Regions from separate parts of the Mus musculus genome. Here all the other regions are linked to region 5. A link is a contact called in public promoter capture Hi-C data. All regions are on one chromosome and are shown on one strand. Each heading gives the region's core, a stretch centred on a gene start, on an enhancer-like site or on the middle of the called end of the contact. The rest is flanking DNA. Distances are from core to core; before and after follow the strand shown. Region 1 holds the start of Zkscan1 (zinc finger with KRAB and SCAN domains 1). Region 2 holds the start of Tsc22d4 (TSC22 domain family, member 4). Region 3 holds the start of Cops6 (COP9 signalosome subunit 6). Region 4 holds the start of Irs3 (insulin receptor substrate 3). Region 5 holds the start of Nsun5 (NOL1/NOP2/Sun domain family, member 5). Region 6 holds the start of Map11 (microtubule associated protein 11). Region 7 holds the start of Taf6 (TATA-box binding protein associated factor 6).

The links. Promoter capture Hi-C pulls out the DNA fragments that hold promoters and counts their contacts.
Region 1: a promoter capture Hi-C map of liver shows a contact between it and region 5, with 3 times the contacts expected there. The contact joins the promoter of Zkscan1 here to the promoter of Nsun5 in region 5. A contact is called at or near these places in 3 of 39 promoter capture datasets (liver, neutrophils and pre-B cells).
Region 2: a promoter capture Hi-C map of liver shows a contact between it and region 5, with 5 times the contacts expected there. The contact joins the promoter of Tsc22d4 here to the promoter of Nsun5 in region 5. A contact is called at or near these places in 2 of 39 promoter capture datasets (both in liver).
Region 3: a contact with region 5 is called in a promoter capture Hi-C map of liver, with 2.7 times the contacts expected there. The contact joins the promoter of Cops6 here to the promoter of Nsun5 in region 5. A contact is called at or near these places in 5 of 39 promoter capture datasets (hippocampal neurons, liver, neutrophils and 1 more) and 1 of 115 datasets of contacts at active chromatin or transcription factors (large pre-B cells).
Region 4: a promoter capture Hi-C map of pre-B cells shows a contact between it and region 5, with 2.7 times the contacts expected there. The contact joins the promoter of Irs3 here to the promoter of Nsun5 in region 5. A contact is called at or near these places in 4 of 39 promoter capture datasets (hippocampal neurons, liver and pre-B cells).
Region 6: a contact with region 5 is called in a promoter capture Hi-C map of liver, with 5 times the contacts expected there. The contact joins the promoter of Map11 here to the promoter of Nsun5 in region 5. A contact is called at or near these places in 2 of 39 promoter capture datasets (both in liver) and 1 of 484 Hi-C or Micro-C datasets (CD4 T cells).
Region 7: a contact with region 5 is called in a promoter capture Hi-C map of liver, with 5 times the contacts expected there. The contact joins the promoter of Taf6 here to the promoter of Nsun5 in region 5. A contact is called at or near these places in 3 of 39 promoter capture datasets (hippocampal neurons and liver) and 1 of 115 datasets of contacts at active chromatin or transcription factors (large pre-B cells).

What each region holds. Positions count from the first base shown.
Region 1 is chr5:138,083,829-138,086,749 of GRCm38.p6, forward strand. It overlaps Zkscan1 (zinc finger with KRAB and SCAN domains 1), which reads left to right and starts at 1,256. Exons shown (of 6, transcript NM_133906.4): 1 at 1,256-1,403.
Region 2 is chr5:137,744,512-137,747,366 of GRCm38.p6, forward strand. Tsc22d4 (TSC22 domain family, member 4) reads left to right here and starts at 1,458. Exons shown (of 5, transcript NM_023910.6): 1 at 1,458-1,903; 2 at 2,337-2,855. The coding sequence starts at 2,605.
Region 3 is chr5:138,159,472-138,162,393 of GRCm38.p6, forward strand. Cops6 (COP9 signalosome subunit 6) reads left to right here and starts at 1,631. Exons shown (of 10, transcript NM_012002.3): 1 at 1,631-1,711; 2 at 1,904-2,026; 3 at 2,203-2,334; 4 at 2,666-2,754; 5 at 2,851-2,913. The coding sequence starts at 1,642.
Region 4 is chr5:137,644,393-137,647,349 of GRCm38.p6, forward strand. Irs3 (insulin receptor substrate 3) reads right to left here and starts at 1,322. Exons shown (of 2, transcript NM_010571.3): 1 at 699-1,322; 2 at 1-352. The coding sequence starts at 1,128.
Region 5 is chr5:135,368,422-135,371,290 of GRCm38.p6, forward strand. Nsun5 (NOL1/NOP2/Sun domain family, member 5) reads left to right here and starts at 1,532. Exons shown (of 10, transcript NM_145414.2): 1 at 1,532-1,655; 2 at 1,770-1,892; 3 at 2,820-2,869. The coding sequence starts at 1,563.
Region 6 is chr5:138,262,595-138,265,430 of GRCm38.p6, forward strand. It overlaps Map11 (microtubule associated protein 11), which reads right to left and starts at 1,458. Exons shown (of 11, transcript NM_153161.3): 1 at 828-1,458; 2 at 473-568; 3 at 253-382; 4 at 64-150. The coding sequence starts at 1,238. Gal3st4 (galactose-3-O-sulfotransferase 4) reads right to left here. Exons shown (of 4, transcript NM_001347507.1): 4 at 2,327-2,836. The coding sequence ends at 2,699. 6330418K02Rik (RIKEN cDNA 6330418K02 gene) reads left to right here and starts at 1,451. Exons shown (of 3, transcript NR_045821.1): 1 at 1,451-1,507.
Region 7 is chr5:138,185,807-138,188,506 of GRCm38.p6, forward strand. It overlaps Taf6 (TATA-box binding protein associated factor 6), which reads right to left and starts at 1,420. Exons shown (of 15, transcript NM_009315.4): 1 at 1,364-1,420. It overlaps Cnpy4 (canopy FGF signaling regulator 4), which reads left to right and starts at 1,729. Exons shown (of 6, transcript NM_178612.4): 1 at 1,729-1,914. The coding sequence starts at 1,779.

The sequences.
Region 1 (2,921 bases), core at 6-2,505, 2.7 Mb after region 5:
TACTTCTCCAAGTGAATGGCTGGCTCCTTGTTTCCTTTAACAATACTGCAAATAGGGGAAGGTGGAATTGGAGGATGACTTGCCTAAGGCGGTTTTGGGTGTTTGGTTTTGGACCCCAGAAGAGGGGACTGAGATGAATATTTTACATATCAAAACAGACCTGGTCTTCAGGTTCTCCCAGCATCCCTCAGATCCTACCTGGTATACCCTGCCCCCAGCCTTGAACTTTCCATCCCAGGGCTTGGGCTGCCCTTCCCCAGAGACTCTTCCCTTTATAATCCAAACATTTTGCTCTCCTCCTTCTCCTTCTCTTCTTTCTCTGCATGTAAGCCCTTTCTCTTTCTGCCTCCCCTCCCATTGCAACTCTCCTGCCTCAATCCTTGGGGCCAGTGAACTCTACCAAGAGCAGCTTCCCAATAAACCTGCCTTTATTATAATATAATCTAGCCTGAATGGGCTCGTTTCACTGGCGGAGAAATAACCTATCACTGGGAGAAGGGGGGCTGATATTGGGATGTAAAGTGAATTAATTAATAATCAATTAATAAAAAAGGAACAATACTTCAATTGCTTTTTAATTTTGGAGTATTGTTTTATAAAGTTATCTCCCCCATGCTGTATGGTCTCTTCCTTGTGGACTTGCCTTTGATATAGAGCCTTCTATAAGGTGGAGCCTCATTTCTGTATTGCCCACAAGGCAAAGAGATAAAGGCAGTAATTGTTGAGCGTCTGTAATTCCTCTGAAAGATCCTTTTAAAGTGCTATAATAGCATATTCTACAGAACCAGTGTAAGTAGCTTGTTTACTGAAAGATAGTCTTTTATCCTCGGGCCACATATCTGGAAACACCATGCACTCAACTGGCAAACCTCACCAGGGCTGATCTGTGAAACCAGACACCCCTGGCTTGGCTTTGATCTAACTCCATCTACACCCTTGCTTCAGCTTCTCTGCCACAGGCATACAATTACTATTATTGATAACTGCCCAAGATGGAAAAGATGGGGAAGAAAGTAACAAATATAGAGCTGAAAAATACTACATCAGGAAAAAAAAAAAACCTGAACACCCTAAACAGGATCACTTTATCTCTATCTGTCACCTCTGGAATTGAAGACAGGCAATCAGGGCTGGGGGGGGGGGGGTGTTGGGTAGGGAGACTCGGAACAAGAAATTCAGAAACCGAGATGCAAAGTCCTCCCGTGTTCCTAGAGGAGACCCGGAAGCTCAACTCGATCCCGGAAGATGAGGTGCTGACCTACTTCCGGTCTTTGTGACTCATTGTGCCTGTGGCGAGGTATTGGGAGGGCCTATGTCGGTGTGCAGTGCCCTTCGGTCGGGTTGAACCCAGAGCAAGCTGTGCTTGGTCGCCCGGCGTCCCCAGGCCGCTCCGGAGACTCACGGTGAGTCTCATGGCGGACTCTCGGAGGACGGGCGGGCTGCGAGGGTGGACCGTGTGACCACCCGGGGGGACTTGGAAAGGAGCCCTGCGGGGTCCCGGCGGTGCTCGAATCTCTGGGGTCAGTGGGGAGCTCTTTCATGTCATCATCCTTGTATAACATTTCTGAGGACAAGATCACAAATGGACGTGATCCCCGTGTCTGGATTCTTCTCCCCCTCCCCCCCTCCTGTCGCCATTTGCTGTGGTTGCAGGGGAAAGTGTTTTGTGTGGTTTTCGTTTTATTGCTGTCGTTTACTTCTCCGGGCGTCTTGGGTCCTTGAGAATCTTGAGATAAACGACGCGGAAGACCTTGAGCTCTGTACAGGTTTGAGGTTCCGAAAACATTTCCGGATCACTTGCTTTTCTGTCTTTCCATCTCCCAACGCTGAGCGAAAGCGCTGGCGGCTTGACGGTGGTTAAAAGATCTAGTAGAAATTAACAGCCGGCTGTCAGCTTTATGCAATGCTTCAAGACCTCTTGCTGGTTTAAGCCTGTTTAACTGTGCTATCTGGGAGATTAGTGGAGTGTTAGTTCACCTTGCTTGATTGCAATGAGTGAGACGTGAAGGGTATCTGGGAGAAACCACACTGGGCCAGTAGGAGATTGATCAGCTTAATGACCTTAGATGAGATTAGACATTTGCCAACTGTCAGTTTTATTATCCATAAAATTAACTACCTTTGCTCAAAAAGGTTCTTCAAACTTGAAATGAGTGGAGTTGGTAAATGTAATTGTAATTTAAAAAAAAAAAAAGGCAGCTCATTTAGTTTGAAGTTCCCCCTTCCTTCCCCTCCCTACACACACACAGCACACACACACATTGATTATAGAGAGTGGCTGTTCCATGGCCTGGGACCAAAGAAAGCATTTATTGTACAGGGCAGTGCTAGGCGGATTGAAAGCAGTCAATAAATACTTGTTGGAATTATGAAGAATTCATTGTAACCACATCAAGTGAAGTTACTAGAAAAGCTGGCCAAATGTGGGAAAATACCTTTATTATAAGGAAACTGTAGTGAAGAATTATCCAGATGTTTTTTTTCTTTCAGGTTTGTGTCCTCTTTCAATTACCACACAAGATTCTTACTTGTTATTTTATTCAGGATCATCTTTGTTAACTTACAGAAATGCCTGCGGCTGAATGCTATTTTCTTTTGTTGATCCTCTACTTCATGTCTCCATGAAGGAAACAGGAAAAATTTCAAGTGCATTATACTATATTTAGATACAACCAGGCCAGTGTACTAAGTTTTAAATCTTAGCTTTTCATTCTGTGGTGGTGTTGATATTCTTTAGATAGATTAAAAAAAGGGGGGGGCGGGGAGGGGTCTCTCTAGTTCTGGCTGAAAATCTAGCCACTGCCTCTAGAGTGCTGGGACTACAGGCACACAATACTAGACCACTAGGTATCTTTTAAGACTAAGTTTTTCATATTATAAAGCATTTTATGTCTCTGTTGAAGAGGGGAGTAGAGGATCAT
Region 2 (2,855 bases), core at 208-2,707, 2.4 Mb after region 5:
ATAATGATGAAGGGATAATATGGGACAGGTGGGAGAGGGCTGGAGATGGGAAAGAGCTGGTCTGTAGCCAGCTGGGATTGGTTCTCAGGTATACGCACGGGGTAGTTGTGTGGACATGGGTGTGTGTCCAAGCACTTGGGGAAGCAGAAGTGAGCAACTTCATCTTCCCATCTACCTAAGTGTTTATATGAGGGACAAAGATGAGAAGGTAGCAATGCCTGTTCTGGGCTGAGGAGTGGCTCAGCAGGTAAAAGTTCTTGCTACTCAAGCATGAGGACCTGAGTTCAAATCTTCAGTAGCCACATGAGAAGCCAGGCATAACCATGTGTGCCTATAACCTCAGTGTTGTGGAGAATAGATGTAGAATTATTGGGGCTTGCTGGATGCCTACCAAGCTATGCATTCAATGAGAGACCCTGAGTAGGACACCCAGTGTGGTCCTGTGGCTAACAAACACACACAAGTGTGTGCAACTACTCATTCATGTGCACACACACGCCACACACATGTCTACCCTACCACCAACAGCCTTCTTGGATAGTTTGCTTTCTCCAATTTTCCCTTTTTAAGAGAGGGAAACACCGTATCAGAGATTTGATTTCATATACTGGAGCAGGAGCAGGATAGACAGGATGGCTCAGTGGGTAAAGGGCCTTACCACCAAACCGGATGGTTGGCACTATTCCATCCTTGGACCCACATAGTGGAAGAGAAAACTGACTCCTTCAAGTTGACCTCCAGATCTACACATACATACATTCACAGTAAAAAAAAAAAAAAAAAAAAAAAAAAAAAAAAAAAATTCAAATATTGCAGCAAAATCCGAGAAAAGATATTGGAGGAATAAAACACGTTTGGGTACAGCTGATACTTGTTACAAGTCCATGATGGCGTGTATGGGCGTTCATTCTCCTAGTTCCTCTACTTTAGGGCATGTTTGAAAATTTTCATAGCCGCTCGCTTTTGAAAACAGAGTGGGGAAAGGAGTTTCTCGTGAATTTACGGTGAAAACCAGAGACGCTGTGACAAATCACAGCCAGTGGGTCACATTGACTATGTATTTATGGACAGTCAGGTACCCAGAACATGTCTGGCACGTTCCTTGAGACTCTTTTGGAGAACCTGCAAAAGCCTACAAGTAAGGGAATCCCTGGCCTCCCGCAGGCTCCTCCTCTTTTTCTCCGCCCTCATGCCCCTCCCTCCGAGGAAGAGTTGCCTGGAACCTGGCAGGTGTAGGGTTAAAGCAACCAGTTTGGGACCCGCAGCGGCAGAAGCTGCAGCAGCAACAGCAGCAGCTACAGCAGCAACTGTAGGCTGCGGCTGCGGCTGCGGCTGTGGCAGGCCTGGCTCCGGGCCAGCTGGCAGGGAGCCTTAGGAGGGAGGAGGGAGGAGGGAGGAGGAAGAGGGGAAGGAGGAGGAGAGGAGCAGTGAGCAGGCCCGAGAAGGCAGGACTTCCTGGTGTGGGGGTTGTCAACAGCCCAGAAAGAGAGCCAGAGACCCAGACCGAGACGGAGCGGAGCTGAGGAGCTGAGAGATACATCCAGTGGGGCCACGTGGGAGGAGCCTTGAGAGAGAGCCACTCAAGGGACTGGAGCCAGCGGGGGGCTGAGCCGCCCCCTCCCACAGCAACAGGGAAGACCCGTGGAGTGTTAACCGAGGCTGCGCCTGGGCTCCCCCGTGGAAGCGCTGGTTTCTTCTCGTCTCAACTGCAAACTTTCCACCGAGATGCCTCGCAGAGTGAGATGCGGACGCCAGAGAACACTGGGTAGCCCTTGATTGCTGCCTGCCGTGGCCTGCTCTAGGCCGCCTTAGGATTTAAAAAAAAAAGAGAGAGAGAGAGAGAGAGAGATCTTAGTCCCCCAGGTCTTCTCTCCAGCTCAGCTCGGTGGCCGAGGCCCGAGAGGTAGGTAGTTCTCCCGGGCTGGGCGGGGCGCTTGGCTTGGCGGGCAGTGCCTAACCAGCGATGGGGGAACTGGAATGGGGGTGGGGTGGGCTTGAGGCCCGGCAGAGGCCTCAGGGTGGCCCTTTCAGGGGAGGAGCCGATTCACCCCTGTGCCCCTGGCCATGGAGATACGTGTTGGGGACGAGTTTGGATCTCAAGCATGAAATGTCCAACTTTGGGTCCCAGCTGCTTCTTCCTGTTGTGGGTGTTCTGAATTCTGTCCCCTCTGCTCCGGTCTGTCATTTCTACTTGTCTCTGGGTCTCTAGTGGCTTTCTTCTTCCTCCCTCCAGTCGGCTCCCCCGAGAGGAAGCCCCGGAGGTGGTTTGGCCCCTGCTTTTTCTTTTGCTCACGTACACACACTCTCGCTCACTTTCTGTCTCTTTCTTTTTCCAGTTTGCAAGCTCAGCTTTGGGGTTTCAGCGGCGACAGCAGCAGGAAAAACCTGCCCCTGCCCCCCCCTCCTGCCACCTCCCCTCTGTACTCCAGTCACTAACCAGGCACCCCCAAGTTCCCACAAGGCCCTCCTGCCATGTCGGACCCAGACGTCCCCAGGGGCCCCGATGTCCCTGCCATGTGGCCCCCTTGTTCCAGAGGTGCCTGAGCCCCTCTCCAGGAGCCCAGCCCCTCCCCCACCCGAGCCCAGTCCGGAGCCCCAGGGACCATGAGTGGTGGTAAGAAGAAAAGTAGTTTTCAGATCACCAGCGTCACCACGGACTATGAGGGCCCAGGAAGCCCAGGGGCTTCGGATTCCCCTGTCCCACCGGCTCTCGCTGGGCCCCCGCCCCGCCTCCCCAATGGGGACCCCAACCCTGATCCAGGGGGCAGGGGCACCCCCCGGAATGGCTCTCCGCCACCTGGAGCCCCTGCCTCCCGTTTCCGGGTGGTGAAGCTGCCCCAAGGTTTGGGAGAGCC
Region 3 (2,922 bases), core at 381-2,880, 2.8 Mb after region 5:
TAGCACCAGCAATCTGGGACACACAACAGAAGTCTTGAGACAGCTGTGTAAAGATTGAAGCTGATTTTCCAGTGTATTTGACATAGTTGTTACCAGATATTTTGCTGTCATAGACCCCTATGAAATGTAGATGAACCTGAAAGCATTTCCAGCGTGACAGGAAGGGAGCCCTTTCCCTAGTGGAAGGACTACTGCGAATCAGTGCAAAGCCATGATTGGTCCAAAGCACATACTTCAGTGACTGTGATTAGTAAAAAAAATAAATAAATAAAAATAAAAAGTAGCCCGGGCGGTGGTGGCGCACACCTTTAATCCCAGCACTTGGCAGATTTCTGAGTTCAAGGCCAGCCTGGTCTACAAAGTGAGTTCCAGGACAGCCAGGGCTATACAGAGAAACCCTGTCTCGAAAAACCAAAATAAAAATTTAAAAAAATGGCTGTTATTGGCCCCAAATGAATGATTGTGGACCAAATACTCTTTCTTGGCTATTTAAGCAGGTCGCTTAGCCTTAGTTATTGTCCAAGTAGGAAACGTTTTCTTTTATTTTTATTTTTATTTTTATTTTTTTTATTTTGGAACTCACTCTGTAGACCAGGCTGGCCTCGAACTCAGAAATCCGCCTGCCTCTGCCTCCCAAGTGCTGGGATTAAAGGCGTGTGCCACCATGCTGGGCAAGTAATTGTCTTTTTTTTTTTTTTTTTTTTTTGGTTTTCTTTTTTGTTACAAGTAATTGTCTTAATCACTGTTCTATTGCTGTAAAGAGACACCATGACCAAGGCAACTCTTCCCCTCCCCCCACCTTTTTTTTTTTGTTTGTGCGACAGGGTTTGTTTGTGTAGCTTTGGCTGTGATGGAACTCACTTTGTAGTCCAGGCTGGCCTTGAACTCATGAGGTCTGCCCGCCTCGATTAAAGGCTGTGATTAAAGGCGTGGGCCACAAGCCCTCCCAATAGCAGTTGCTAAGTTGTGTAAAGAGGTTGTCTTGAAACTGAAGAAGCTGAACAATTCAAGAGTAATTACTACTGGGGAGATGGCTCAGGGGATGAAGTGTTAGGACCTGAGTTTAGATCCTCAGTACATCGTTTTAAAAGCTAGGCATGCTGGGTATGGTACACACCTTTAATCTCAGCATTCAGGAAGGAGAGGAAGGCGGATCTCCTAGAAGTCTGCCTAGACGAATAGCAAGTTCCCACCAGCTGGCCAACATTGTAAGACCCTATCTCAACAAACAAGTGATCAAGTCTCTATAGATTATATGCAACATGAAAAATTTTATATCCTGAATAAATTGTCTTCCCCATTCCCTTTTACAGCCTTTCCTCCTTTTGATCGCAATTTTCTCTGTGTTTAGTATTGACAGTGTATCCACTTGAGACCTGGAAACTAATAGCCCTCCTTGGGAGGTAAAGGCAAGAGGATCAAAGTTCAAAGCCATCTTCAGATACACACTACAGAACTCATGGCCAGGCTGGTTTACATGAGAACCGCTAGCAGCAGCACAACACGCAGAGCACCCTGAGCTACTAAGTACTGGCAGCTGCCCCGCCCATTAGCAGCACCAAGTATACACTGAGCATGCACCGCTCCCCGACGGAAGCCGAGAAGGAAAGGGGCGGGCCGTGGCTGGCGGGCGCGGGGAAAATGGCGGCGGCAGCTGCGGCGGGGGCGAATGGGAGCGGAGGCAGCAGCGGCATGGAAGTGGATGCAGCAGGTAACGGGGTGCGCAGACCGACTTCTGGAGTTGCCCTTGAGAAGTGGTCTTGAGTACTTCTTAAACCTGTCCCAGGATAACTTGAGGGCAGCGATGGACGGCCGGGCTCTGCTGGTCCCCTGCTTCCATGTCTAGGGGAAAATGTGTGGGCCCGAGCTCTCAGCCGCTATGTTTTCCTTTCACCTTTAACAGTCCCCAGCGTGATGGCCTCCGGAGTGACTGGGAGTGTTTCCGTCGCTCTTCATCCCCTTGTCATCCTTAACATCTCAGACCATTGGATCCGCATGCGCTCCCAGGAGGGGCGGCCTATGCAGGGTGAGTGTTGTGTGTAAATCTCAAAATCTCTTGGAGATTTCCTCCAGTCACTCCCCTGCGCCCTTTCTTCCAAATTATTGTTTCCCCAGTCGTTGATTCACGCCGACTCGGGAAAGGTTTTCCGAGACGCCTGTTCCTCACCTAGTTTCCTTGCGCTTCTGTTTCTCTCCCCTTAGTGATTGGGGCTCTGATCGGGAAGCAGGAGGGGCGAAATATCGAAGTGATGAACTCCTTTGAGCTGCTGTCCCACACCGTGGAAGAGAAGATTATCATTGACAAAGAATATTATTACACCAAGGAGGAGCAGTGTGAGAGGGGAATAGAAGTGGGTGGGGAAGGAAAAGTGGGAAGATTTTTGTTTTGTTTTGTTTGTCTTAAAGAATAAAAGGCCTGAGGATGTAGGGCAGTGGGGTAAAGTGCATTTCCTAACATTCGGGAAGACCAGAGTTCAATCCTCAGTACCATATAACCCAGGAGATAGAGGCAAGAGGTCAGAAGTTCAAGGTTAGTTAGGTGTAGTTATTTTAAACTGACCCAAAATATGAGGAGGGAGGGGAGAACCGGAAAGAACACACCAGGCCCATCAAACTAAGGAAGAGAGGTTTAAAGGAATATTTACTCTGGCCCCTTCTTCTCCAGTTAAACAGGTTTTCAAGGAGCTGGAGTTTCTGGGTTGGTATACCACAGGGGGGCCACCTGACCCCTCAGACATCCACGTCCATAAGCAGGTATAGAAGCTCAAATATGTGCATGTTGGGGAAATGAACAGAAGGTTAGGGGAAGAGGAGATACTGACTCTTCCTGGGCTTTGCCTTATCTTCTAGGTGTGTGAGATAATTGAGAGTCCGCTCTTTCTGAAGTTGAACCCTATGACCAAGCACACAGATGTGAGTGTT
Region 4 (2,957 bases), core at 72-2,571, 2.3 Mb after region 5:
TCATGAATGCTTTGGGCCACCACTGCATCAGGAGCCTGCAGCCAGAGCTCACCAGGACCAATGGGCGCTGAGCGCCCGAGTTCCAGGAAGAAAAAAGAGTCTGCGTGGCCACAGCGGCGCACACTGAGCAAGGACAAGCGCAGGACTGGTGGTGGCGTTGCCCGGCTGTCTCTGGAACCTTTGCTTCCAGGCTTTCGCAGGAGGCTCAGGGCCCCAGAACCCAGGCACAGGCGATAGCTGCCGCTGCTCAGGCCTTGTGCTCTCCCCAGCCCCTTGGACCGCAGTGTCACAGGCCAGACGTCCTGGAATGGGGCGAAGATCCAAGACTCAGGGGCCTCTTGGGGACTGAAACCTGGAGAGAATTGGCAAGTCACCGGGAGGCAGGGGTTGGGGTCACCGGGTCCCAGGTGACCAAGACGTTTTATACGTCTTTTTTTTTTTTTTTTTTTTAGCTTAAGATTTGAACCTCAGGCCGGGCGTGGTGGCGCACACCTTTAATTCCAGCACTTGGGAGGCGAATTTCTGAGTTCGAGGCCAGCCTGGTCTACAGAGTGAGTTCCAGGACAGCCAGGGCTACACAGAGAAACCCTGTCTCGAAAATAAAAAAGATTTAAACCTCAGTTGATCTGAGGGAAATGGGTTCAAGATAAACTAAGTCGGCAACCCCCTGACCTCCCCGTCGCTCACCCAAGGCTCACCCATAGCAGTAGCAGCAGCGGCTGCGGCGGTGGCGCGCACCTCGAGCAGGGCGCTGTACCATGCTTGCTGCTCTGCTTCGCTGGCCGCCGCCACGCCCAGGCTGCTGTCGCTGGTATAGATGACGATCAGGTGGCGCTGACGGGCATCCGCGCGCTTGCTAATAGTGCAGGCACCCTCCAGGCTAACGGTACGCCGGGGTCTAGGTGGGCGGCAGCCGCTGGCCAAGAACTTCTTCTCGCTCTCGTAGCACTCCAGGCGTGGTGGGTCAGCGCGCAGCACGAAAAAGCGGCGGCGCTGGGACTTCTGCTTCCTCAGATGGCCACAGAGCCGCACGTCGGGCAGGCAGGGCCAAGGAAACGGTGAGCCGAGGGACACGTCGGTGCACTCGCCCCCGGAGGAGACTGTGGGGCCCGTACCTGCAGGCTTCATTTCCAGCCAAAGACAGTAAACTGTCCCCAGAAGGACTGATTTGAATGGGTCTGGCCCCCTGAGCTACCACCCGCTTGGAACAAGTAGCCCTGGGAAACTGCAGCCGGCCTAGCTGCCCTGCATCTCTCCACGCCCTCTCCTGACTTGGAGTGAACAAGGAGCCTGTACACAGGAGTGCGTGTGTCCCAGTGGCCAGTGACACCAGGACTCCTAGGTCTAAGGGAGGCTGACCTAGCTGGGTCAGCCTCCTTGTTGGAATCTCCACCCCTTCAAGTTAACCCTCCCACGCCCGAGTGCAGGAATTTGAGTTTAGGATTCATAGGCTAGAGTAGGAGCCCTGCACCGCTGGGACCAAACTTTCACAGGGGCGGGGAGTGAGGGGGGGCATCTCTACCAATCAGCTGACTGGATGTGGGGGTGGAGGAGTACCGCCAGAGGCAGCCCGGGGCAATCTCGAAAGCCAGAAAGCCAGGGTGCAGAAGAAGCGGCTGTGGTTAGCAGTGATGGCACTAGTAATTAGAAGAGTGGCCTGGCCTAGCGGGCCATCCTGATAGCGGCAGTTCTCCAGGGAGGAGCCTCCGAACTGAGCCTCTAGTTGTATAGGTCCTCAGTGTTCTTTCCTTTCCTACCCAGAGATGATCTTTGTGTCTTTGCTTCTGAGCTATCTGAGTTTGGGTTGATGGATACCCCAGGATAGGAAAACCAAACTAGATTGGTCTCTGGTAACCAACCGCACCCCCACCCTCTCCAGATTCCCACGCATGCAAATGTCCACTGAAGGATGTGTGAAAGAGGACTTAGTCTCTCAGAGACACCTTCCTCAAAGTGCCCCTGACCACCAGCCAAATGCCAACTTGAACCTGATGGTGGCTGTGGTCACAGGAGCTGGGATCCTGTGGCAGACGTCCTGGTGAGCCCGTGTATCCTGAGAGGTTTGGGTGGGGCTGGAGATCATAGGCCACAAATGCACATGCTTATTGGAGGCTGGAAGACAACCTCTCGTATTCCTCAAGAGCGATCCCTCTTGTTTTTGAGACAGGCTCACTAGAACTTGTCTAGTAGGTTCGATTTGCAGGCCTGGAAGGCCTCAGGCCTATCATATGTCTGACTCCACTTCCCCTGCCTGAGGTTACAGTGCATGCTACCACACCCAGCTTGGAAAATAGTACGTGTGTTGTACAGGCTGTCCCCTGCATGTGGTCAGAGGTCAGCTTTTGGAAGTGGGTCCTCACCTTCTACCTTTTTTTGTTTGTTTGTTTTTGTTTTTTCGAGACAGGGTTTCTCTGTATCGCCCTGGCTGTCCTGGAACTCACTTTGTAGACCAGGCTGGCCTCGAACTCAGAAATCCGCCTGCCTCTGCCCCCCAAGTGCTGGGATCAAAGGCGTGCACCACCATGCCCGGCTAGCCTTCCACCTTTTTGAAGCAGGGACTCTCTCTGCTGCCGCACTGTGTACCCCAGGCATTTAAAGATAGTAGTGGCCATTATTTTTTTAGGCAGGGTTTCTCTGTAGCTCTGGCTGTCCTGGGACTCAGAGAGCTGCCTGCCTCTGCCTTCCGAGTCGTGTCCTGTTGTAGTCTTCTAGCTTGCTCTAGAAGTGCTGGGGTTGTGATGGACTGGGATTCTACTTTCCATGTGGGTTCTGATGATCAAATTGGGGCCATTGGATCTGCACAGCAAGCACGTTTCTAATTAGACTACGTCCCCAGCCCCTTGGATATTTTGTTTCTCTACATTAGGGTCACATGGGGGTGGGGAGTGGTGTGACACATTCTGACAAAGCTTAGTTGACAAGTCATGGTACCTTAGCAGACCTGCCAATGCCCTAAT
Region 5 (2,869 bases), core at 282-2,781:
GCAGTCCTCTTCAACACTGCTGCTGTACCTGGCAAGCCGCATAAGTGGCAGCCGATGACGCAAGCTGTTGCTAAGTTGCTATTGAGCAGAGCCTAGCAGAATTGTCTGTAAGCCAACAGTCAGAAACTATGGAATCCCTTGGAGGTGGCATTACAAAAGGTTTTGATTGCCTAACATGTCTGGGAACAGTATGTGCTCTTAAGGTCTGAGCCACCTTTCTTAGGCCCAACTACCATTATTTTGATTGTCTCATGTAGTCCAGGCTGGTGTGAATTGGCTAGCCAAAGATGACCTCAAATCAATCTTTCTTCCTTTCCTTCCTTCTTTTCTTAAAAGATGTGAGAAGAGGGCATCAGATCCCCTTATAGATGGTTGTGAACCACCATGTGGTTCCTGGGAATTGAACTCAGGACCTTTGGAAAAGCAGACAGTGCTCTTAACCAGTGAGCCATCAGGAGCGTACCATCATGCCCGGTTTATACAGTGGAAGGATTGGAACCAAAGGCTTTCTGCCTGTTAGGCAAGCCCTCTATATAGATTGAGTCCCATCATTGGTCCTCCTCATCAATGTTGAGAATTGATCCCAGGGCTTTGCACATGCTAGGCAAGTGCTCTACTCCGAGGGACAATGTCTGTCGGCCCTATTAAACACCCACTTTTTTTTTTTTTTTAAACAATCTACTTTTTCCAGCGCTAGGGTCCCAGAGAGCCACATTTACTAGATGGGTGTTCAACAACTCCAAGCACACCAGTGGATTCTAGGCAGGTGCTCTACCACTGAGCCACGCCCCCAGCCCCTCCCTGGGGGATTCTAGGCAGGGACTCTACCACTGAGCCACGCCCCAGCCCCTCCCTGGGGGATTCTAGGCAGGGGCTCTACCACTGAGCCACATCCCAACCTCTCAGTGGAGGCATCAAGGCACGTGCTTTATTACTGAACCTTTCATCCGGTCACAGGGAGAGGCTGACACAGGACTGCTAGGAGAGTCTGCGTAGCCTTCTGAGTTCCAAAGTCTTAAAAAAAAAATTAAAAACTACAAAATAGCCTGGCGTGGTTGTGCACGCCTTTAATAAAAGCACTTGGGAGGCAGAGGCAGGCGGATTTCTGAGTTCGAGGCCAGCCTGGTCTCTACAGAGACAGCCAGGGGATACACAGAGAAACCCTGTCTCAAAAAAACAACAAAAACAAACAAACAAACAAAAAAAAAACCAATCCACAACAACAAACTACAAAATAGCTACACTGAATTCTAAAAAGAAAGTAGACTTTTTTCATTCTACATACAGGACCTCATTATGTAGCTCTGGCTGTCCTGTAACTACTTAGACCTAGCTGACCTTAAACTCGCAAAGATCCTTCTGCCTCTGTTTCCCGCGCGCTAGGATTAAAGGCGTGAGCCAGCCCGCTCGGATTTAGAGCCTAAGATTAATTTTTGGACGCTGAAAACGGAAAGCAGCGAACCCTTTGACTCCGGAAATCCGGTTGTACAAATTGTTGCGGCGGCCGTAAAGCCAGCCCGAGTTTTGCGACAGTGTCGTAGAGCGCTTGAGGCGGGGAGAGCATGGGGCTGTACGCGGCCGCCGCGGCGGTGCTGGCCGGCGTGGAAAGCCGCCAGGGCTCCCTCAAGGGGTTGGTGTATTCCAGCAACTTCCAGGTAGTGAGGCCGGGGGCTGGCAAGCCGGGCTGGGGAGCGGGGCTTGTCCGGGCGGGAGGGCGAGGCGAGGCGAGGCCCGCGTGGGGTGCAGCGGGTGTCCCCTGTGTCGCACAGAACCTGAAGCAGTTGTACGCTCTGGTGTGCGAGACGCAGCGCTACTCGGCCGTGCTGGACGCTGTCATCGCCAGTGCTGGGCTCCTTCGCGCCGAGAAGAAGCTGAGACCGCACCTTGCCAAGGTGAGCGGCGGCCAGAGGCTGTTACCCGTGCGTGGCTCTCACACTTCTTTCTGGGGTCCCAGTTGAGCTGGGTCAGATGTGACTCCCCTTGGAGCATTGCAGGAAGGGCTAAGTAGGACGAAGGTGCAAACTAGTAGTGGCTGAGGCTACCTACCGGACAGGGTGATGATGGCAAGGTCGGTCGGGGTCCAGAGCTCTGCTGGCGACCTGGGGGGTGGGGTAGGGTGGGGAGGGGGAGCTTCAGGCATGGGGCAGGACACGGGGTTTGCAGATGGCATTTGCTCTCGTCTCTTTACCCGCCTGCCTGGATGCCTGTCTTTTTGTAATGCTGGGAGATTGAACCCAGAGTCTCCAACAAGCCATAGAAGAGTTCTCCCACTGAGTCACACCCACAACACCTCATTGGACAGCATCACTAGACAGATGCTCTATTTTTGAGCAGTACCCCCAGCCCCTCACTGGGGGATTCTAGGCAGGTGCTTATTGCTGAGCTGCAATCCCTATTTCTTCTCTGGTGGATACTAAGCAAGCTTCCTACCCTACTGCTGAGCCACCGCCTCCGTTGCCTCCTCTTCCTTCTCCCCCTTTCGTCCTCTTCGGTCTTTAGAGACAGGCTTTCTCTGTGTCACCCAGGCTGTTCTGGAACTCACTCTGTAGATCAGGCTGACCTCGAACTTACAGAGAACCGCTTGTCTCTGCCTCTTGAGTGCTGGGATTAAAGGCACCATTACCCAGTTAGCTTGTAGTTTTCTTGCTTATGCATCTGATGTTGCTGGCATTATGGACATTTGCCCTAACATCATGCCATTAATTTCTTTTGTGATCTTGGGCAAGAGAACTCTATTGACATGACCATCTGGACAGGTACCTACTTCTCCCACTGGAGGGTTTTATGGTGTTAATAGTTTTGTGTTTTTTCCTGTCCAGGTGCTAGTGTATGAATTATTGCTGGGGAAGGGGTTTCGAGGGGGTGGAGG
Region 6 (2,836 bases), core at 208-2,707, 2.9 Mb after region 5:
ACCTAACATACTGGACCCATTCCCTTGCTGCTAGTCAAGCCTTGCGCCAGCAGATCTGCTCACCCTTGAGCACGGTCAAGTGCTTTCCAGCCACAGTGAACTGCCGGCATTTCAGAACTGGAGGGGGCAGCAGCGTCAATAGGGTGCTCACTGCAGAGAAAGGATGTGGCAGGAAATCAAGACCTCCACATCACAGTGTGGCACCCTCTAATCTACTCCTCTCCGAGCTCCAGCTTTCCCCCTCTCCCCCACCTTGGGCCTTGAAGGCGCTCTGTTCTCCACGGAAAGTCTCCCCAGGAGATCGAGTCTGTAGCAAGCGCAGGTAGCCTTGATCTCTGACTTCTGGTGCCTCGACCTCCCGCTTCCACACGGTCACTACAATCTAGGTACAGGAGCCATCGGACCATGATCACGAGGGGTCTTAAAATGTCATCTGAATTATAGGGCAACAGCCTCAGCTCTGTTATCCTACCTTGGCCTTGGGTGTCCCTGGGGGCAGTCTATCCAGTGAAACGGTGAGTGGGAAGATGACTTCATCTGTGGACACAATCGGTTCTTCCACAGGCAGCTAGGGGTTATATGAAAGGGGTGAAAATGTCAGGATGGCGGCAAAGATTCAGGCTCCTTTAACGTTTCTGCAAGACAGAGCAAGTCTTTATGCCCACCCCTTCTTGAAATCATATGCCTCCCGTCTTAGGTTCCTCTGCAGGACAGGACAATGCTGTCATCTGCCTCCTACATCAGGTCCCTAAGGAATCCATGCTCCAAACTATCTTTCTAGCTTCCAGCAAACCTCCCCTCAGCCCTTGTCACCCAGAGATCCTCACCGTGGTCGCGCCCCCTGAGGTAGCAGGGCCCTGGCCGTGGGTGAGAAGGGGGCTGCAACCTCGAAACAAACCCCCGCCCCCCGGGTCCCCTCCCCCCGGGGGGTCAGCATCCTGGTCGCCGGCGCTGCCGCACCCTGGCAGCGCTCCTCCTGCGCTGACCGAGGCCAGGGCGGCCAGGGAGGTCGCCAGCTCGGTCCAGGCCCCTCGGGATGCCAAGCCCGCGCCGCCCCCAACGCCAGCCCCCACGCTGCCTCGGCAGCGCAGCACCAGCAGAAAGCGGACTGTCTCCCCCAGGTACAGATGGTTGCGCCGGGGCAGCGCCCGGTACCGGCCCGGGTCCCCGGCCAGCTCGGCGCGTGGCGGTAGCGGCACAGCCGGAAAGTACATCGAGTAGTCGCATTGGGACTCCATTGGGTGGGGAGGACGATGCGACCCGAGACCGGGCCGGCAGGGAGCCACGGGACCGGGGGAGCTCGGCCTGCGAGTCCAGACACCGGAGGACCGCGGCTCCGCCCGGCAGGCAGCGGGACACACCAGCCTGGCCCGGAAACCAGAGAAACGAACCCGGAACCTAGACCCAGCAGCGCCAGACCAGGAGTGCGGGCGCTGAATGACTGGAGAGAAAGCGGAAGCGGAAGGAAGGGGGCGTGGCCTCCGAGGCTTCTTGGCTGAGTCGAGGGGTGAGTGCGGGCTGCTGAGGAACCTTTAAGGATGCTAGACTGGCTTCTTTGGGTAGAATTTATTTTTATTTGTCTCCGCCTCCCTCCTTTCCTTTCTTTCTCTTCTTCCCTCTCTCTCTTGCTTTCTTCCCTGACTTTCTCTTTCTGTTCCCTCTCTCCCACGCTTCTTCCCTTTTATGACAGCATTTCTTGTAGCCCGAGCTGGCCTTAAACTTCCTCTAAAGCTGAGGATGAATTCAAATTTTTGCTCCTTTTGCCTCCATTCTCCGGAGCGCTGGCATTACAGGTATGTGCCATCAGGTCTGACTTATGCAGGGCTGGGCGTTGAGCCCAGGGCTTCATGAATGCTAGGTAAGCATTCTGCAAACTGAGCCACACCGCTGCCTTTTTTTTTTCTGATATTTTGTTGTTGTTGTTGTTATTATTGGTGATGTGTGTGTGTATGTGTGTTACTGGAATGCCTGAGCCTCAACCTCATGCTAGCCAGTCGTTTTACCAACAGCTGTATCCCCAGCATTGAGGGAATACTGAAAGAAAAGAAAGACCCCATTACTTAGCCTAATTTCTGTCCAATAAAAGATTCTCCATCACTTCTCCTTTTAGAGCCCTACATAGAACAAAGAACTGGGGGCAGGGGAGATGGCTCTTTGGTTAAGAGCCCTTGCTGTTCTTGCAGGGGACCAGGGGTTGGGTCTCAACACCCACATGGTGGCTCACAATATTTGGTAACTCCAGTTCCAGGAGATCTGTGGACACCAGGTACATTTACACATGTAGGCAAAACACTCATACACATAAAATAAAATAAGTCTAATAACCTTTTAAAAAATAAGTAAACGTTTCGTAGCATTTATTCATCCAACAAATATTTTGATAGTGAAATTAGCACAGCTCCATAACAAATATTTCGTAGAGAAATGGACATATATCATGCCCCAAACTTTCTCTGTGTCGCTGTCATCTTTTGCCCCTCCAGGGGGTTTTGAGGAACTGCTACATGAATCTGTCTTGAGGCTTGAAGTGGCAAAGTTAGGGGTTGGGGGAGGCAACAGATTCTGCTGGGATTTCTAGAGGAAGTCCAGACAACAACAGTCTCATCTTAGAGCAAACTTCCTGTTCCTTCCAAGGGAAATACATACGCACCTAGAGGTCCTCCACCCGTCGCATATGTCCTAATTTGTAGTCTGATACCTATGGGGACAGTAGCCTTGAGGTCTTGAGAGGCGAGGAGACTGTAGGAGGAAACTGCTTAGCATCAAGTTTATCCTTATACTGTAGCTCTGGAGTAGCCAAGCGTTCACATTCCTCTTTGTCTTTCTGGTTTAGTCC
Region 7 (2,700 bases), core at 170-2,669, 2.8 Mb after region 5:
ACCCTGACATCATTCTCCTTGCTGTCCTTTAAATCTGACAGACATGTACTTGGCTTTATAGCTTTTGTTGTGTTCTTCCTAAACGTGTTTGGCTGACTACCTGACCCCACCCACCTCTCTTTAGGGGCAGGTCTCCTATAGCCCCACTGGCTTCAAATTCACTAGGTAGACAACACTGGTCCTTTGGCCTCTACCTCCCAAGTACTGGGATTGCAAGCACATACCACCATGCCTGGCTTTACCTGTTTGCTATGTTTTCTTCTTCTTCTTAATAATAGTGATATAATATGTATATATATAAAATCACTCTAGATTAAATCTAAGACCTTCCACATGTTAAACAACCCTTCTACAATTGGGTCTCAGGCTCGTCTGGAATTCATCCCGTGGTCTTGATTTGGAGAGCCTCCTGCCTTTTACAGCTGTTTACCACCAAGCCTGGCTATTATTTCTTCTTGTTTATTATCCTTACCCCACCAGTAAACAAGAATATGTCTGTTATGTTCACTGACCTATCTGGTGCCTAGGGCATTGTTAAATATATGAATAAGTCTTTTTTTTTCTTTTTTTCTTTCCTTTTTTTGGTTTTTCGAGACAGGGTTTCTCTGTATAGCTCTGGCTGTCCTGGAACTAACTTTGTAGACCAGGCTGGTCTAGAACTCAGAAATCCGCCCGCCTCTGCCTCCCAAGTGCTGGGATTAAAGGCGTGAGCCACCACTGCCCAGCATGAATAAGGTGTAAGTGTTCACTAAATACTTGGTATAACAATTACCAAAATGAAAAAGACACAGACTCAAGCTTGGAGTTTACTCTGTGGTTAAAAGGAAAGGAGCTTGCCTGACACTGGACATGAAACCAACCTCAAGAGTGTTCAGAACTGAGTGCTAGGGACTGGTTCTTTTCATTCCAAGTCTTCTCAGACTTTTGTTAAATCTTGTCTACAGGAAATACAATTATTCAGCACATACTCTGTACCTGGTCGGGTCCCAGTCCTCTGTGGTGGTACCCTTGCCACTAAGGTTTCATAAAACACTCTAGCAGCCTCGGGAGTTTCTCAGATCAGTGGAAGCGACAGGAAGACTTCTTAGAGAAGGGATAACTTGAGCTATATCTTTACATCATTTTTCTCAGCTAGGGAAGTGATTCGAAGATTACCCGGGCAGCGCTACAGGAGGTTCACAAGCCACTACATCGCCCCACCATCCTTCCAGTGCAGTCACGCACAGGGTCCCCACGAGCACGGACACACAACCAACCGTCTTCTTCCCAGTCCTCACATGGGCCCTTTCAAAGGGTCTCCTCACGGATACACCTCAGACTTTCCCCCGCCAGCCAAGCACCGGGAGCAGTAAAAGCCTCTCACCGCTGCCAAAGCGCCGCTCACCCGGCGCTCGGCGCCATCTTGGCCCCGCCCCCTGACAGGAGTAGGTCCTGGCAGAAGCCAAAAAGTTATCACTGTTCTTCCCTATGTCAAAATAGACCATATCGTTTCACAGTCTGAAATTATATAAAAATTTCATTCTACGTGCATGTGTAAAGATCATATTACTCTATTCTAATTACTTCAATTTGTATCTTCATTACCCAGCTGTCAGGACCTTCAGAAGGCGCCACAAAACTGAGCCATCACGCTCCACCCACTTTCGGGCTGGCTCTGAGCATGCGCTGACCGTTCTATGATTTTTTTTTTTTTTTTTTTAAAGCTTGCTGCGGGCTTCGCCTAAATTTAAAGGGCCCGCTGCCTTCCAGAAGTTGGTCTGAAGGCAAAGGGTGGTTGTATGTGTGGACTGCGTTTTATCATGGGACCTGTGCGGCTGGAGATACTGCTTTTCATCCTGGCAGCGTACGGTGCTTGGGCTGAGGCGACAAAAGAGGAGGAAGATGACACAGAACGTTTGCCCAGCAAATGCGAAGGTACAGAAACGGAGTAGTTGCTATTTACATCTCCCTATCTACCTCCTGCCTCTCTAACTCTAGGCTGAATCAAATGGGCTAGGATAGATGGATCACTAGACTGTCTTGAAAGAGGTTCTGTTGGAGCTTGGTAACACTTGAATGGGAACAAGGGAGGGAAAGCAGGGTTAAGGTGGCACTACATTTCCCAGGTGGCATCCAGAAGGATCTAGGTTTTTCTTGCGGGCTTGGGCCCCAATGTATTGTGGGAATTGTAGTTCAAGAACCTGTAACGCTGGCTCTATGGAGCATCTTCCTCAGTCGTTTCTCTCCTTGTTAAAAATCTGGACAATCTGCATGGGTGGGGTGTAATACTCATTCCTTATAGGCATACTGAGTCCCGCCCTGGCAGAGACGCTCTTAAATTACAGGCCTGATGGCCCCCTTTAGGGGTTTTAAAGGTGAGTAAGTCCCCAGCTGAAGTTCATAAAGAGAAGATGAAGACACCACACCACTTAGAAGTTGCCCATCGGTGTGAGGCTTTGCAGATGGGGTGCACTGTAGGGATTTTACAACAAGCAGCATGGCCTCTGGCTACATTAGTAAATGCCCTCCCCCCAACCACCCCTCCCATCCCCAACAGGGAGGAAGCCAGGTCACTGAATAAATATCCTGTGGCTCCCTAACTCTAACTTTTTCTTTGGATTCATTATTGCTTCACTTTACACCCAACAACATGTTTTTATCATTGACACCCATGACTTGATTCTAATCTCTCACTTATTTTTGCATCTGTGTCCCCACTCT